4 separate regions of the Mus musculus genome follow, and all the other regions are linked to region 3. Evidence: chromatin contacts called from public HiChIP or PLAC-seq data. All regions are on one chromosome and are shown on one strand. The core of a region is the stretch at or near the end of the contact, and the rest is flanking DNA. Distances in the headings are between cores, read along the strand shown.

Region 1 (3,449 bases), core at 852-3,351, 400 kb before region 3:
CCAAAACAAACAAAAAACAACCCATCAATTTTAACAAAAGACAAGCAGATATTTAATTTGCATTTTATAATGTGTTTTAAATTTTTATTTGAATTTTGTTCTGTGTATAGTTGTTTTGCCATTTTATATATATGTGTGAGATCCTCTGGAGCTGAAGTTAACAGACAGCTGTGCGCTGCCCTGAGGAGCTGGGAATTTGAAAGAATAACCAGGGTTTTTCACGGCTGAGTCAGTTCTCTGCTCCATAACACGGTTTTTGAAACATAATCTCGTTAGGTAGCCCAGGCTAATTTCAAAATCCCAATGCTCCTGAGGTAGATGTTTTAGAACCCTAATATCACAGAGTGCAGTCAACTATGGAGAAAGTTCAGTGGAAAGACCCCTTCCCAATTACAGAATGGAAAGGCTTGCTTTGGTTTGCTGGACTTTTGTTGTCACAAAATATGACATTAATATTTATTGAATACTATGAATTGAATGAATTAGTATTCATTGTCTCCATTATTTTACACAGCACATATGCACCTGTTGCAAAAGTAATGCTATTTTGTTCCTAGACTTTTGCTAAAGGAAGCTACATATAATATGAGAGCTTTTTTTTAATTTTTAAAAATTATATTTTTAAATCTGTTAGGGCTGGTGAGATGGCTCAGTGGGTAAGAGCACCCGACTGCTCTTCCGAAGGTCTGGAGTTCAAATCCCAGCAACCACATGGTGGCTCACAACCATCTGTAACAAGATCTGACGCCCTCTTCTGGAGTATCTGAAGACAGCTACAGTGTACTTACATATAATAAATAAATAAATCTTTTTAAAAAATCTTAAAAAAAAAAATTATATTTTTTACATCTCAACTGCAGTTTCCTCTCCTCCCTCTCCTCCCAATCCCTCCCCCTCACTTCTCCTCTCCTCCTCCCCACCCCCATCCATTCTTCTTTTGTTTCTCTTCAGAAAAGGGCAGACCTCCCAGGGATATCAACCAAACATGCCCTATCAAGTTGCAGTAAGACTAGGCATCTCCCTTTGTATTAAGACTAGAAGTAGCAACCCAGTATGAGAAGCAGGGTCCCAAAATCTGGCAAAACAGTTAGAGACAGCCCCTGCTCCCAGTGTTAGGGGGTCCCATAAGAAGACCAAGCTACACAACTGGGACATAGGCCTAGGTCAGTCCTATGCAGGCTCCCTGGTTGTTGGTTCAGTCCCTGTGAGCCCCTGTGAGCCCAGGTTAGTCGATTTTGTGGGTTTTCTTGTGGTGTCTTTACCCCTCTGGCTCCTAAGGTCCTTTTACCTCCATCTTCTGCAGGATTCCCCAAGCTTCTCCTAATGTTTGGCTGTAAGTCTCTGCATCTGTTTCCATCCTTTGATGGACGAAGGCTCTAGGATGACAATTGGACTAGACACAAGTCATGTTTGTCTTTCTGGGTCTGGGCTGCCCCTGCCCAGGAGTGATTAGCTGTGTCTTGAGGTAGACCAATTTCCAATTTTCTGAGAAATCGCCATATTAATTTCCAAAGTGGCTACACAAGTTTGTACTCCTATCAGCAATGGAGGAGTGTTCCCCTTGCTCCACATCCTTGCTAGCATGAACTGTCACTTGTGTTGCTGATCTTGAGCTATTAAAATTCTATTAAAATGAAATTTATTTAGTACCACGGAAATTAAAAAGTTGTCTGCCCTCAGGCCTTTGCTCGATGTTCTATGGAAAGGAGACTTGTTGAATATAAGGTTTGTGCAAATCAACCACACAGACTTTTAACCCAATTCCAAGTAGAAATGGATAAGCTCATTTGGGATCCTGATTCAGAAATCCAAATTTTAAAAACCGAACTGGGATTTCAGTTTGTTTAGCTGAAGTCAAGTTTCAATTTAATTTTTTTTTAAGTAAATCATACTCACTCTGAAGTTTGATTCTTATGAACTTGTAACTATACTGAGATCTGATTTGAAAGAGAATAGTGTGGCTACAAAGCAACTGCCAAAACCCATTCTGATTAGTTCCCTTCACACATACCAGAAAAAGTTTAACACTACAACCATCTAACAACCAGCCATTTCCTAATATGGGCATTTCTGCCAGCCAGTTTCACTTCTGCAATCCAAGTGCTAGAAGGATGGTGTCTGTGCTTCTACAACTTCCTCCCTTCACCCACTGCAAAGTGAGGGAATCTCTGTGTGGAATGTCAACATTAATTATGGCATCATCAATAACTGACTCTCCTGGCCCAAAAATTGTAGGATCTGCTTTGATGTATTCTAGTCCTAATAGCTTAATTACAAAGTTCAAATAAATAGCCACAAAGTTTAAGGACTCGCTTTTTATTAAAAATAGACAGCAAGCCAGGCATAATGGTGCACGCTGGAAGGTGGAAGCAGGAGGTTCAGGACTTCAAGGTAAACCTCACTAAACAGATGTACAAGACCAGACAGGGTACATGAAACTCTGGAGAGAGAGAGAGAGAGAGAGAGAGAGAGAGAGAGAGAGAGAGAGAATAAAAAAGCCAACATAGACTTGACAAAATGGCTATGCAGGTAAAAATATCACCAATCCTAAAGACCTGAGTTCTGAGATTGACCCCTGGACAGAGAGAACCAACTCCTGCAAGTTGTCCTCTTACTTCCATACGTACAAGTGCACACAGGCGCGCGCGCGCGCGCGCGCACACACACACACACACACACACACACACACACACACACACACACACACATATTGTAAATGTTAGGAGCAGAAGAGATGGCTTGTTGGTTAAGAGCACTTGATATGGAATTATTAGAACCAGAGTTTGTGCTGTATCCTAGCAACCTATATCACAAACTAAGCATCCCACAAGCATCTATAACCAAAGTCAGTACACTTGTATTGACATGGGAAAGTATTAGGGATTCAATGTGAAAAGAAACCAGTGGGCCATTGCTGCCAAGTCTGAAGACATGATGATCCCTGGGGGCAGCATGATGGAAAGAAAATTGGCTCAAGCTGTCCTCTGAGCTCCACACTGTGTCAAAGCATGTACACACATACACAAGTAAAAATAATACGAATTTTTTTCTTTCTTTCTTTTTTTATTATATGTAAGTACACTGTAGCTGTCTTCAGACACACCAGAAGAGGGAGTCATATCTCGTTACAGATGGTTGTGAGCCACCATGTGGTTGCTAGGATTTGAACTCAGGACCTTCCGAAGAGCAGACAGTGCTCTTAACCACTGAGCCATCTCACCAGCCCACGAATTTTTAATAAAAGAAGGAAACTAGCTAGAAGTATGTGAAATAAATCATTTTGAAAGGAAAAAACATTTCACGCTGATTTAGTCTTTTGGAAAACAATTTTTTTATCTTAAAAATAAAGACAGTTATGATACATGTCCTATTTTTAAACTAAAGGTACATGTTGCTTTCTTTGGTAATTGAGAAAATTATATATTTAGGGGGAAAACCTGTACACACTC
Region 2 (3,336 bases), core at 486-2,985, 280 kb before region 3:
GGGTAAGGGTGGGAGGGCAAACAGGAAGTCCTTAGAGACACTAGGGACATGGTCTGTCCTTGTGTCTGGGCTCAGGAGGCACACTGAGCCTGTCTCCTCCCAGTCCCCCTTAACACCATCATGGCCTGCTCAGAGCACCTGATTTTTATGGGCTGTGCTGGAAGAGGCCTGTAGGGTCAGTTAGAGCCAAGCCTGGCACCAGGCAAGGGCCACTTCTCTCTGCCAGACAGGATTAAAATCCTCCAGGCCAGCCGGGCGTGGTGGCACACGCCTTTAATCCCAGCACTCAGAGGGTTGGGGGGAGGCAGAGGCAGGCAGATTTCTGAGTTCGAGGCCAGCCTGGTCTATAAAGTGAGTGCCAGGACAGCCAGGGCTACATAGAGAAACCCTGTCTCGAAAAACCAAAAAAAAAAAAAAAAAAAAAAAAAAATCCTCCAGGCCTATTCCCAGGGCTGGGCTGACCCAGCAGAAGCCAGAGAACATTCTGAAACATGTCACCTCTATCTCCCACCAAAGAGGGACACTAATCAGTCAACCAGTCTGACTTCAGAATATTCAGGTTAACTGCTATTAAATATAATAGAGGTGAACATATACCAAGTAGCACACACCTCCCTGCCTAGGACTGTCTGGAAAGATAACAAGAAGGACTCCGTGGGTAAAGGTGCTTGCTGCCAACCTGACGCCCTGAGTTCGATCCTCCAGAACCCTCGTGGTGAAAGGAAAGAACTGGCTACCAAATGTTCTCTTTCTGACATTCACAGGCAATGCTGAGGCAAGCGCCCCTTCAGCATACACAGTCGATTAATGTATGTACCAATCATTTTAAAAGAGAAATATGACTTATCTTAGAGAGTTTTCATAAGCTCTTGGAGATTGGTGCTGACCCCACCCCAACTCCTGTGTGTGTGTGTGTGCGTGTGTGTGTGTGTGTGTGTGTGTGTGTGTGTTCCTAAAGACTGAACCTATGGCTTCACACATGCTATAGGCCCCACTACTGGGTTACATCCTTAGGTCCTCTTCCTCTTCTTCCTGTCCTTTTTAAATTTTGAAACAGGACTGACCTGGAGCCTTTGTTCGCAGTCACATTGCCTCAGCCCCTGAGGTTACAGGCTGCAGCTGTCTCCATACTCAGTTAAAGGAACTCAGACCCAGGAAGGGGAAGCTGTTTACCAGAGCTTCATGGCTCTAGAGGTACCTGGGGTTTTAGACTGACTCCATCACTCTTATTTATACACTGCATAGCTCGCCACCGAGCATCTCTCGTTGCTTAGACACATGGTTAACACAGCGTATACAGCAGAGATGGAGGAGAGCCACTCTCTGGCAAGATCACCAAGATGGGGCCTGAGGCAGAACCGACTCCAGGGTCAGGGATTCCTGGACACAGTCAGTTAGGACTTAAGACTTGGTCATCAGAGGAAGGGGCTGGGATCATCTGCCCCAAGACACATGGTACTTAGAGAGGCGAAGTGCTTAGCCATTCTAACTTTTTCCGGACCAGAGATGACTGGGTGGGATCTGGATCTGGCCCCTTGGCACCCTCTGTGGGTGCCTTGAGGCTTAGCTGGGATGTCTCTTGGGGCAGGGTGGGGATGACAGCTTTTTCCGTTGCTGGTTCCCATCAAAACCATCCCAGGAAGAACTGAGGTGTAGCTCAGTGGTGAAGCACTTTCCTAACACGCACAGGAGGGTGGGCGGCGGGATGGTGGTTCACAGAGCAGCTGTTCTAAGGGGCAGAGGGCACCCACATCCTGTCCCATTACTCCACATAAACATCTGTGAGCTAGGAGCCCCTCTGTGGGTGCCTTGAGGCTGAATAAGACTGAATCAGAACTGACTTAGTGGAAACCTCTGCCCACGGCTTTCTCCAGTGGGATACTGTGGTCAGACCAGACCCAACTGCTAGTCCACACATGGCCAGCAATGCATGCCAAAAGGCACTGTTGGGAGGGAACACTCATCCCGGGGCTCTGTCAGGCCACATCCTGCCTCAGAAAGACCTTAGGAGGTACTTAGGAGGATAGGAAACTGCAGTCCCAGCAGGACCCGGACAGCGCCGGGGCTGGAGCTGGTTTTGGCGTTCTTTTCTTGTGTGACATTTTCTTGAAGCTGTGGACAAAGGGAACACCCCCCTGAGTGGCCCCCAGAGAGTGCTCCCCTGGGGATGGCTTTCCCCACCTTCTCTCAGGACATCGCTGAGGTATGGGGGCTTCTCGGGGCAAAGGCTAATCAGTGCAGCAGCTTTACAGACAGACACAAATAGAAAGGCTTGCTCGTGGCGAGACTGTTGGCCTTCACACGTTCTTCATTGAGAGGAAATCCACATAAAAAAAACCAAACCCAAAAAACTCACCAGTGGCAAGTGAGCAATCTGTGGTTCTCATGTATTTCCAGTACTGTGTGATACTCGTCACTAATCGATTCCAGAACACTCCCTCACTTATAAGAAACCCTGTTACTTTCTTTTCCCACCTCCCCTTACTCTACTTCCTGTCTCCGTGAATTTGTCTGGGTCACATGCCAGGAGACCTTTGTGTCTGGTTTCTTTCTCTTAGCTTAATGCTTTCAGTGCTGTTTGTGCTGAGGGACAAATCAACATTCCTCATTGTTCAGGGCTGATGACACATTCACAACTCTGTCCTATTTGTGTTGTCTAAACATCGGCCACTGCACACCTGAGCTGAGGGCTGTGGTGAATCAGGATCAGGATGCACGAAGATCCGGGTGAAGCCTGCGTGAGGTCATGTTTTTAATTCTTTGTGCATTTAACTGGAGTGGGATTGCACAATCATATGGTAACCTTGTTTGACTTTCAGGGGGGGATGCTAAGTTGCTTCCCAAGGGTAATACTATTTCACATCCCACTGTCTTTGCGGCTTTCAACCACTACCCAACCTCACTCACTATTTACATGTGATGCATGTGTGTATACATGTTTGAATGCACATGTGTGTGCACATGCCCATGTATACTAGAGATTGATATCGCCCTTTGGGAGAGATCCAAGCTCTGAAGACTTTCCCAGGCTCTTGTTTGGTGTGTGGGCGAGGCCTGAGTGACAGAGGTCCCCAGGGTCTGCACAAGCTGGTTTCTCTTCTGTCTCCCTCTGTTCTGCCTTTTTTTTTTTTTTTGGTCCCCCTTGAGGCACGGAGTTCTGGGGTTTAGATGGTGGTAGGGCTGACTCTCAGCCAACCCATCTTGATTCCCAAGGATAAGGGAGAGCTAACCTGGAGGTGGGAGGCCTGGGAGAAGCAGGGCCAAGCCTGGCTGGCCCATGGTGTCCATGATCTGTCCTGCCTTCCTAACTCCCAGCACAGAGCAGCAGACTGTTAA
Region 3 (3,406 bases), core at 286-2,785:
CCTGGTTCACAAAGTGAGTTCCAGGACAGCCAGGGCTATACAGAGAAACCCTGTCTCGAAAAACCAAAAAAAAAAAAAAAAAGAGAGAGAGATTGAGAGAGAGAGAGAAGTACCCATAAATGTCAACTAGTATTTTTAATCCTTAGCTATATAATGCTAATAATAAAAAGTTAGGGCAATGTGACCTTATTTGTGTTTTTTGTGAAGGGAAAAATGAGTGAAGAATAATGGGATGGAGGTAGTTCCTTCCAGGGTGAGTATGGAAGGTTGAGGCAATACTCCCAGGAAGGCCATGAACTAGGCTTCCTTAGGAAAATGAGCTTGGTGGCGCATACATTAATCCCAGAGCTCAGAAGGCAGGCAGGTGGTTTCTATGAATTTGAGACCAGCCTGGCTTACAAAGCAAGCTCCAGCCCGGCCAAGGCTACAGAGTGAGACCCTGTGTTCCAAAAGATAAAATAAAATAAATCCCTAAACCTCATACACATAAAATAAATTGATGAAAATCAAAAGAGAAAGCAGCTGTGTGAATCCTGTTGGTCTTAGCAGGCACTTTGGTCTGAGCCAGGTTCTGTCTGTTTGTTTGTTTTGTTTTGAAACAGGTCTTGCTGTGATGCCCTCAGCGGTCTTGAACTCTCTTTGTGGCCTAGGCTGGCCTGGAACTTGTCATCCTCCCTCCAGCCCTACCATCCCAAGCACTATTGCTCCTGGGATGTGCAACCACAGCTGAAAAACGGGAAGTGTTGGTGTGGGGGTCAGGGAGGGCGACTATAGTTTTGCCAAGTCTGGGACATGCCTTTAGCTCCAGGCCAGAGCAAATAAGACTCCTGGCCAGGCCTTCCACAGGACTATAGTCTTTCATCTGAGGTAGGCGCTTCAGGCAAGGCTTCAGGGAGTAGGAGTTACAATCCAACTATCCCCAGTTACAATCCAACTCATCCCGGTTTTTTTTTTTTTTTTTTTAGACAGGGTTTCTCTGTGTAGCCCTGGCTGTCCTGGAACTCACTCTGTAGAGACCAGGCTGGCCTTGAACTCAGAAATCCACCTGCCTCTGCCTCCCAAGTGTTGGGATTAGAGGTGTGCCCCACACCGCCGGGCCCCTGTTCCTATTTTACTCTAGGCTATCAGTTCTACCTCTGCCCAGCCAGGAGGGTCAGGACCTTGGTGTCTCTTTAGGACACTAACCCATTAACTTACTTCTCTATAACGACCTTCTTCATCCTCAACTCCTCGACCAAAGTAAACGAATAAAAAAACCTAATAGCCCTACACCTTCTAACCCAGTAGTACCTCTGCAGGGCTTTGGCTGTGTTCATAGTCTTCGGAGGGTTCCTCTGGGGGAGGCATGGTGGGCGTGGGGGTCAGGGCAGAGTCCTGTTGTCGACAGGGAGATCCAGGGGGTGCAGGTACCTTCTGCACGGAAACTGGTTCAGTTTCCATTTCTTGATTAGGTCTGTGAAGGCGGGAAATGGGTCTCAGATCTGAGCCAGAAAACTGAGCGAGAGATTGCCCGAGGAGAGCCCGCCTCCCGAGAGGAAGTGAGACAGGGCTGGGCGGGTCTAGGGGCGGAGAGGCTGGTTCTATAATCTCCCTTCCAAAGTTAAGAGAAAGACTAGGGAGCTATGGAAGTAACTCTGGTAGAGTCAGAAAGGTTAACCAAACAAGCAAGTAAACAAGCCCGGCATGCGGGCATGGCTCATTAGCAGAACAAGGAAAGATCCGGCCACGTACGCAGCATGCACACCAGGAGAGAAACAGAGCTGACAGGCTTTTCCCTGTCTGTGAGCTATTGGACTCATTCCACAGCTATATGTCTTTCTAGTTAAAAGCCAGGTAGAGAAATAAACTCCTCTTTGAGAGAGCCTCCCAAGTGCACCCTAGTGGAGACTTCGACTCAGTACTGGGATGGGTTTGCCTGGAAAGGCATCCCTCAGCTGAGAATGGAGCATGAGATAGAAAATGACCAGGAATTCAGAGCTGCTCAGACATTTTAAAGAGAGACAAACACTTGGAAAGGAGTGGAGGTCTGAAACAGGAGAGCCAGTTTGGGAAGTAGTCAGGGCCATTTTCAGATTTAAGATGGGGCTCCTGCGAAGTGATACCAGAGAAGATGAGATGAATCATACGGTGAGAAATGGACCGATTCTACATATGATCTGAGAGTTGGTGAAGGGTTTCTTACAGCGTGTCAGCTGCGTCTCTTGAATGACCTTGAGGCAGGTGGCCTATGAGAAGTAACTGTGGGACACAGAGTTAGTTCTGAGTCAGTGGAAGGACCGTGGTGACAGAACAGCGTTGAATGGGTCTGATGACTGTGCATCGTACAGAGGTAGACAACAGGGAGGCAAGGGGAGAGCTGGCCAGCAGTGGTGAAGAAAACAAGAGATACAAAGTTAGCTTTTTGACCAAGAAAAAGCAATCCAGAAACTAGTGGGTGAGGAAAACACACACCTGCTGACACTCTCATTGGCCAGTGCCTTTGGCTTCTAACTTCAGTCTGTTCCCACCCACTTTTCTGGCCCCTATGTGCCTATTCTCTGTTCCTATGTGAAACTGATTAAAAGGGATGGTAACAGGTTCCTGCTTTTGTAAACTTAGAGTTGTGGTGAGATGGGTTCTAAAGGGAGACCCAACATCCTGGAGACTGTGGAGGCCATACATCTAAGCTGACCAGTATCCCTTGGCCTTTAAAATTAGCCCATCAAGGGCTGGAGAGATGGCTCAGCGGTTAAGAGCACTGACTGTTCTTCCTGAGGTCCTGAGTTCAATTCCCAGCAGCCACATGGTGGCTCACAAGCATCTGTAATAGAATCTGATTCCCTCTTCTGGTGTGTCTGAAAACAGCTACAGTGTACTCATATAAATATTTTGAGTAAATATTTTAAAAAATTAGGCCAAGATCAGTTATATTGTGTACAAATATTTGTGTTTTCTTTCCTCAATTTTTTAAATTATGTGATGTAACATCTATTAATAGAATGTCAATGGTTATCATATTGAAGTCTGAGATACTAATAGAATGTTTCTAGGGGGCTGGTGAGATGGCTCAGGGGTTAAGAGCACTGACTGCTCTTCCAGAGGTCCTGAGCTCAATTCCCAGCAACCACATGGTGGCTACAACCATCTGTAATGGGATCTGATGCCCTCTTCTGGTGTGTCTGAAGACATCGACAGTGTACTCACATACATGAAATAAATTAATTAATTCAAAAAAAAAAAAAAAAGAATGTCCCTCAAGGGACATTGTCATCTACTCTAAATTTTTTGTTTGTTCGTTTGTTTTTGTTTGTTTGTTTGGTTTGGTTTGTTTGTTTTTTGTTTTTTGTTTTTTTTTTGGTTTTTCAAGACAGGGTTTCCCTGTACAGCCCTGGCTGTCCTGGAACTCACTTTGTAGACCAGCCTGGTC
Region 4 (3,567 bases), core at 627-3,126, 310 kb after region 3:
ATGTAGCCTTGGATGACTTCTGGTCCTCCTGCTTCTACCTCTAAACACTGAGGTTACCACCATGAGCCACTATGACCAGTTTGTGCATCGCTGGTGGCTGGTGATCCAATTCAGGATTCATGGGTGCTAGGCAAGCACTCTACTAACTGAGCTACCTTCCCAGCCACACAATGAAAATGGCACTGATATCAGGACCCTGTGTCAGCTAACGGTGATGTATTTGTAACACGGGGGAAGACGTCCACGGGCCACAGTTAACCAAGAGTTAGTGCTGAAGACTAAGAACACCAGCTACCAAAGAAAACACACACCTCCAAAATATTCCCATTCCCAAGCAAGGTGGAAGGGTAGACCACCACTCCATAGCCCTTAGCTCCCCAGCCCTCCACACCTGGCCTGCCCATCAGTCAACCAAGCCCATAAGACAGGTTTAGGTTTCAATTTCAAGTACAGATTTCAGATTCACCTATTTACAGGTCCCCAAACTACTCAGAATGTCGTTGTTGCTAAACAGTAGGAGTCCTAGGGACTTCTGGGAGGACAAAGGGAATGAGAAAGGAGGCTCAGTTAAATAAATAGCTCTCAAACTGTTCAGACACTTTCATTGGCATCTCAAACTGAAAGTAACTACTACACACTCAAAAAAAAAAAAAAAAGTCTTTGAGCTGGCCTGGTGGTGCATGCCTTTGTCCCAGCATCTGGGAGACATAGGCAGGTAGATTTATGTGAGTTCAAGGTCAGCCAAATCTATAGTGAGGTACTATCTTAAAAAAACAAAAATAAAAACAAAAACAAAAAACCCAAACTTTTTTTTTTAAGGATTTGGGTTTTAATTTAATCACTATTCATTTACAGATGGCCCACAATCAATTTGAAGGGAAATAATTTTTCACAATTAAGTAGGTGTCTCCCCGACACATACACAAAACCCCGGTCACGCACATACAAACTTCGGGTCTAATGTTTGCTTAATATTTCCCTTCAGTGATAAGCTCTCAGGTCTGAGTCACCCACCATACATTTCTCATTAGGACAGGTTTGGCTTGGAAATAAAACTCCCTTTCTGCCAGGCCACTGCCTCAAGCTCCGAAATCTGCGACTGGTTGACTGGGGCCTAGTAAGAAAGGGCCCTGGAGAGCCGGATTCAATTTTCTCGTCTCTATGTGCCACCCTGGTCCTCCAGCCTCTCCCTACCTTCCTTCAGACCTCCTCTCCATCCATCTCCATTTACCTAAGACAGCCCAAACTGTCCCATCCCATTTCCTCTTCAGTCTTTTATTTTTCGAAGGAGCCTTTAAAGCTATTCCCAGAACCTGTTCCCTCGTGCTCTTCTGCAGACCTGGTCCCTCTTCACCATTCAGATCCAAGAACAGGGGACCACCTAACCTCGTGCTCCCCTCCCCCGCAGTTTCCCCTTTCAGAGCTGGCATTCATGGTGTTTTCTTCCTCAAAGTCCGGAGAATGCCTCCCTTCCAGTCTTGGCTAGCAGCTTCCTTAAGCTTCAAGAACCATCAACCCAGTGACCTACCTGCCTGCATCCCTACTCCACACCCAGGGCCTGAATAATCAGTCACCCACCCCGTTTCGGGCCCCACAAGCCCCAGACTTGGGAGTCATCAGATCCCACAAATCCCAGCGGGTCTCAGCCCCCCGAGGAGGGAGCGGCCAAGCAGGGGTGCTCTCAGCTACTCCGGACCCTAGAGCCCCAGCGGTCATCGTGGATCAGGGTGCCGGTGCCCTGCGGGTAAGGGCCGCGGAGTTCCCAGCTCCTTGCACCCGGCGCCTTAGCGCGTGCAGTCCAGGCGCCGCCGCACACAAAGGTGGACCCAGCAGCCCACGCCGCCCCGCGCCACGCAAGCACTCACCGCGCCGCGCCGACTCCCGGGACTCGGGGACGCGGCGGGGCGCAGCCCAATCGCCGCCACTGTTGGTGCCGCCGCCGCCGCGAGGCCCGGCCAGACTGGGGCCGGGGGCGAGAGTGAGGGGCGGGACGGCCAGAGGAAGCTGGGGGCCCGGAAAAGCCGCCCGGGTGCGCCCCAGAGGCTGGATTGGCCCTGCGGCGAGATCCGAGGGTGAAGCCTGAGCCCGCCTGCTGGGCAGGGCCCGGGGTCTGGACCCGCCCCGACCCAGACCCTTGTTGGACCCCGACGGGGGAAGACCCAGTACTCTGAGGAGGAGGAGGAGGTGTTGGGCTACTCGCTGCCCATCCCCCACACGGATCCTAGCACTTCCAAGAGCCGAAGTTTCTTTTTCGGTGAGAGGGGACAGGTGACCGGCCACTGACCACTCCCACCCTCGGAACTGCTGGCTCCAAGCCCCGCTGCAATCCAGCTGTCCCCATTCAGTCCAGAATTTCTCCCCTCGACACCAGGCCAGCACCGCGGCTCGGAAAGGGTTAACTCGACAGCGAAGAATTCCGAGTTGCTGGGAGCTCTCTATAAATACAGTGTCGTGGGCGCCTGAGCCAACCACAGGGCAATTTCCACTGAGATGGTTTTCCTCGTTTTCTTACACCCACAGCAACCGGACTAACGCTGCTCTCAACCCTTTTATCCCAGCCGCATGCCAGCTGCTGGCTAGCCCAGGTTCTGTAGAGAAGAGTAAGCCTGGGTGCCCTCAACCCTGAACCCTTTCTTTGCCATCTATCTATCCCCATCCCCTTTCACTATGTCCTTAAAAAAAAAAAAAAAAAAAAATCTAGCTGCAGGCAGCGACAAGAGGAGGGCAAAGGATGATTAAGTCTGTCTGGAATTTGCCAACATCCCTTCACCTGTGTTTGTATCTGTCCATTACACAGACAGGAAACAGCAACAGCGTAGAGGGCCTTCTGTGGGCTCAAATGAAGGCAGCATGCTTTCCTCTCTGGCCTCCATAGATCTCCCAAGGGTCCCACCAGGTAGAAATTATTTCTGTTTTGCAGATGAAAAAAAAAAATTGAGACTCAAGGAAAGAAGGGACTCCAACCTTGCACTGCTTGCAGACTTAGCAACCAAGTGACAGCAGCTGTCAGAGAGAGCTTAGGAAATAATCGTGAATCCACACGGGTCTCGGCTTCTGCCAGCTACTATTTTAAGCTCTTCACAATTTATCTCTTTTAATCCCCCAAATTCAGTGAAGTGAGTGCTGTTACTCGCATTTTTGCAGATAAGGAGATTCAGACACAGGCTTTATAGTAGCTCACCCGAGGGCACCCAGCTCTTAGGGAGAGGCAGAACTATTCTATGTCCTTGAATTTGTGTGCTGAGATCAAATATAGCTATGTCTATGCTTCTAAATATAAATTTGGCATTAAAAAAAAAAAAAAAACCTGTATACATGGTCCTGCCCTTGAGCCAAGACTCTCATGTAGAGGTCAGAGGATAACCTTGGGTATTAATCCTTGACTTCCATCTTGCCTGAAACAGGATGTCTTTTTTTTTTTTTTTTTTTTTTTTTCTGCTGTGTCTACCAGGCTAGGTGTCCATGAGCTTCCCAACTCAACCGTGATGGGTGGTGAAGGGACACTTTACAATGCAGAGGCTTTTCTTATCCTTGCTCAAGAGCACAGTCCGAGAGGGAAGAAAATAA

The links. HiChIP or PLAC-seq counts read pairs in DNA pulled down with a chosen protein or histone mark.
Region 1: an H3K4me3 HiChIP or PLAC-seq map of pro-B cells shows a contact between it and region 3, with 2.5 times the contacts expected there. The contact joins the enhancer-like site here to the promoter of Pml in region 3. A contact is called at or near these places in 4 of 39 promoter capture datasets (hippocampal neurons, liver and pre-B cells), 2 of 115 datasets of contacts at active chromatin or transcription factors (large pre-B cells and pro-B cells) and 1 of 9 other capture datasets (pancreatic islet).
Region 2: a BATF HiChIP or PLAC-seq map of CD8 T cells shows a contact between it and region 3, with 9 read pairs. The contact joins the enhancer-like site here to the promoter of Pml in region 3. A contact is called at or near these places in 2 of 484 Hi-C or Micro-C datasets (B cells and nephron progenitors), 4 of 115 datasets of contacts at active chromatin or transcription factors (CD8 T cells, embryonic stem cells, extraembryonic endoderm stem cells and 1 more) and 2 of 9 other capture datasets (adipose tissue and liver).
Region 4: an HNF4G HiChIP or PLAC-seq map of pancreatic cancer cells shows a contact between it and region 3. The contact joins the promoter of Cd276 here to the promoter of Pml in region 3. A contact is called at or near these places in 4 of 39 promoter capture datasets (the 3T3-L1 cell line, the C10 cell line and second pharyngeal arch cranial neural crest), 1 of 15 datasets of contacts at CTCF or cohesin (the NIH/3T3 cell line), 1 of 484 Hi-C or Micro-C datasets (rod photoreceptor), 2 of 115 datasets of contacts at active chromatin or transcription factors (bone marrow-derived macrophages and pancreatic cancer cells) and 1 of 9 other capture datasets (adipose tissue).

The regions. Positions count from the first base shown.
Region 1 is chr9:57,852,385-57,855,833 of GRCm38.p6, forward strand. No RefSeq gene overlaps it. Among named protein-coding and RNA genes, the nearest start is that of Arid3b, 17 kb to the left of the region's middle. Within about 2 kb of position 2,102, at least 31 of the 459 cell types and tissues checked have an H3K27ac peak or open chromatin away from gene starts, as enhancers often do. A contact at or near this core is called in pro-B cells, where this site is marked.
Region 2 is chr9:57,970,481-57,973,816 of GRCm38.p6, forward strand. No RefSeq gene overlaps it. Among named protein-coding and RNA genes, the nearest start is that of Sema7a, 32 kb to the left of the region's middle. Within about 2 kb of position 1,736, at least 144 of the 459 cell types and tissues checked have an H3K27ac peak or open chromatin away from gene starts, as enhancers often do. A contact at or near this core is called in B cells, CD8 T cells, adipose tissue and 1 more, where this site is marked.
Region 3 is chr9:58,248,251-58,251,656 of GRCm38.p6, forward strand. Pml (promyelocytic leukemia) reads right to left here and starts at 1,536. Exons shown (of 9, transcript NM_178087.4): 1 at 1,291-1,536. The coding sequence starts at 1,440.
Region 4 is chr9:58,553,157-58,556,723 of GRCm38.p6, forward strand. Cd276 (CD276 antigen) reads right to left here and starts at 1,877. Exons shown (of 8, transcript NM_133983.4): 1 at 1,866-1,877.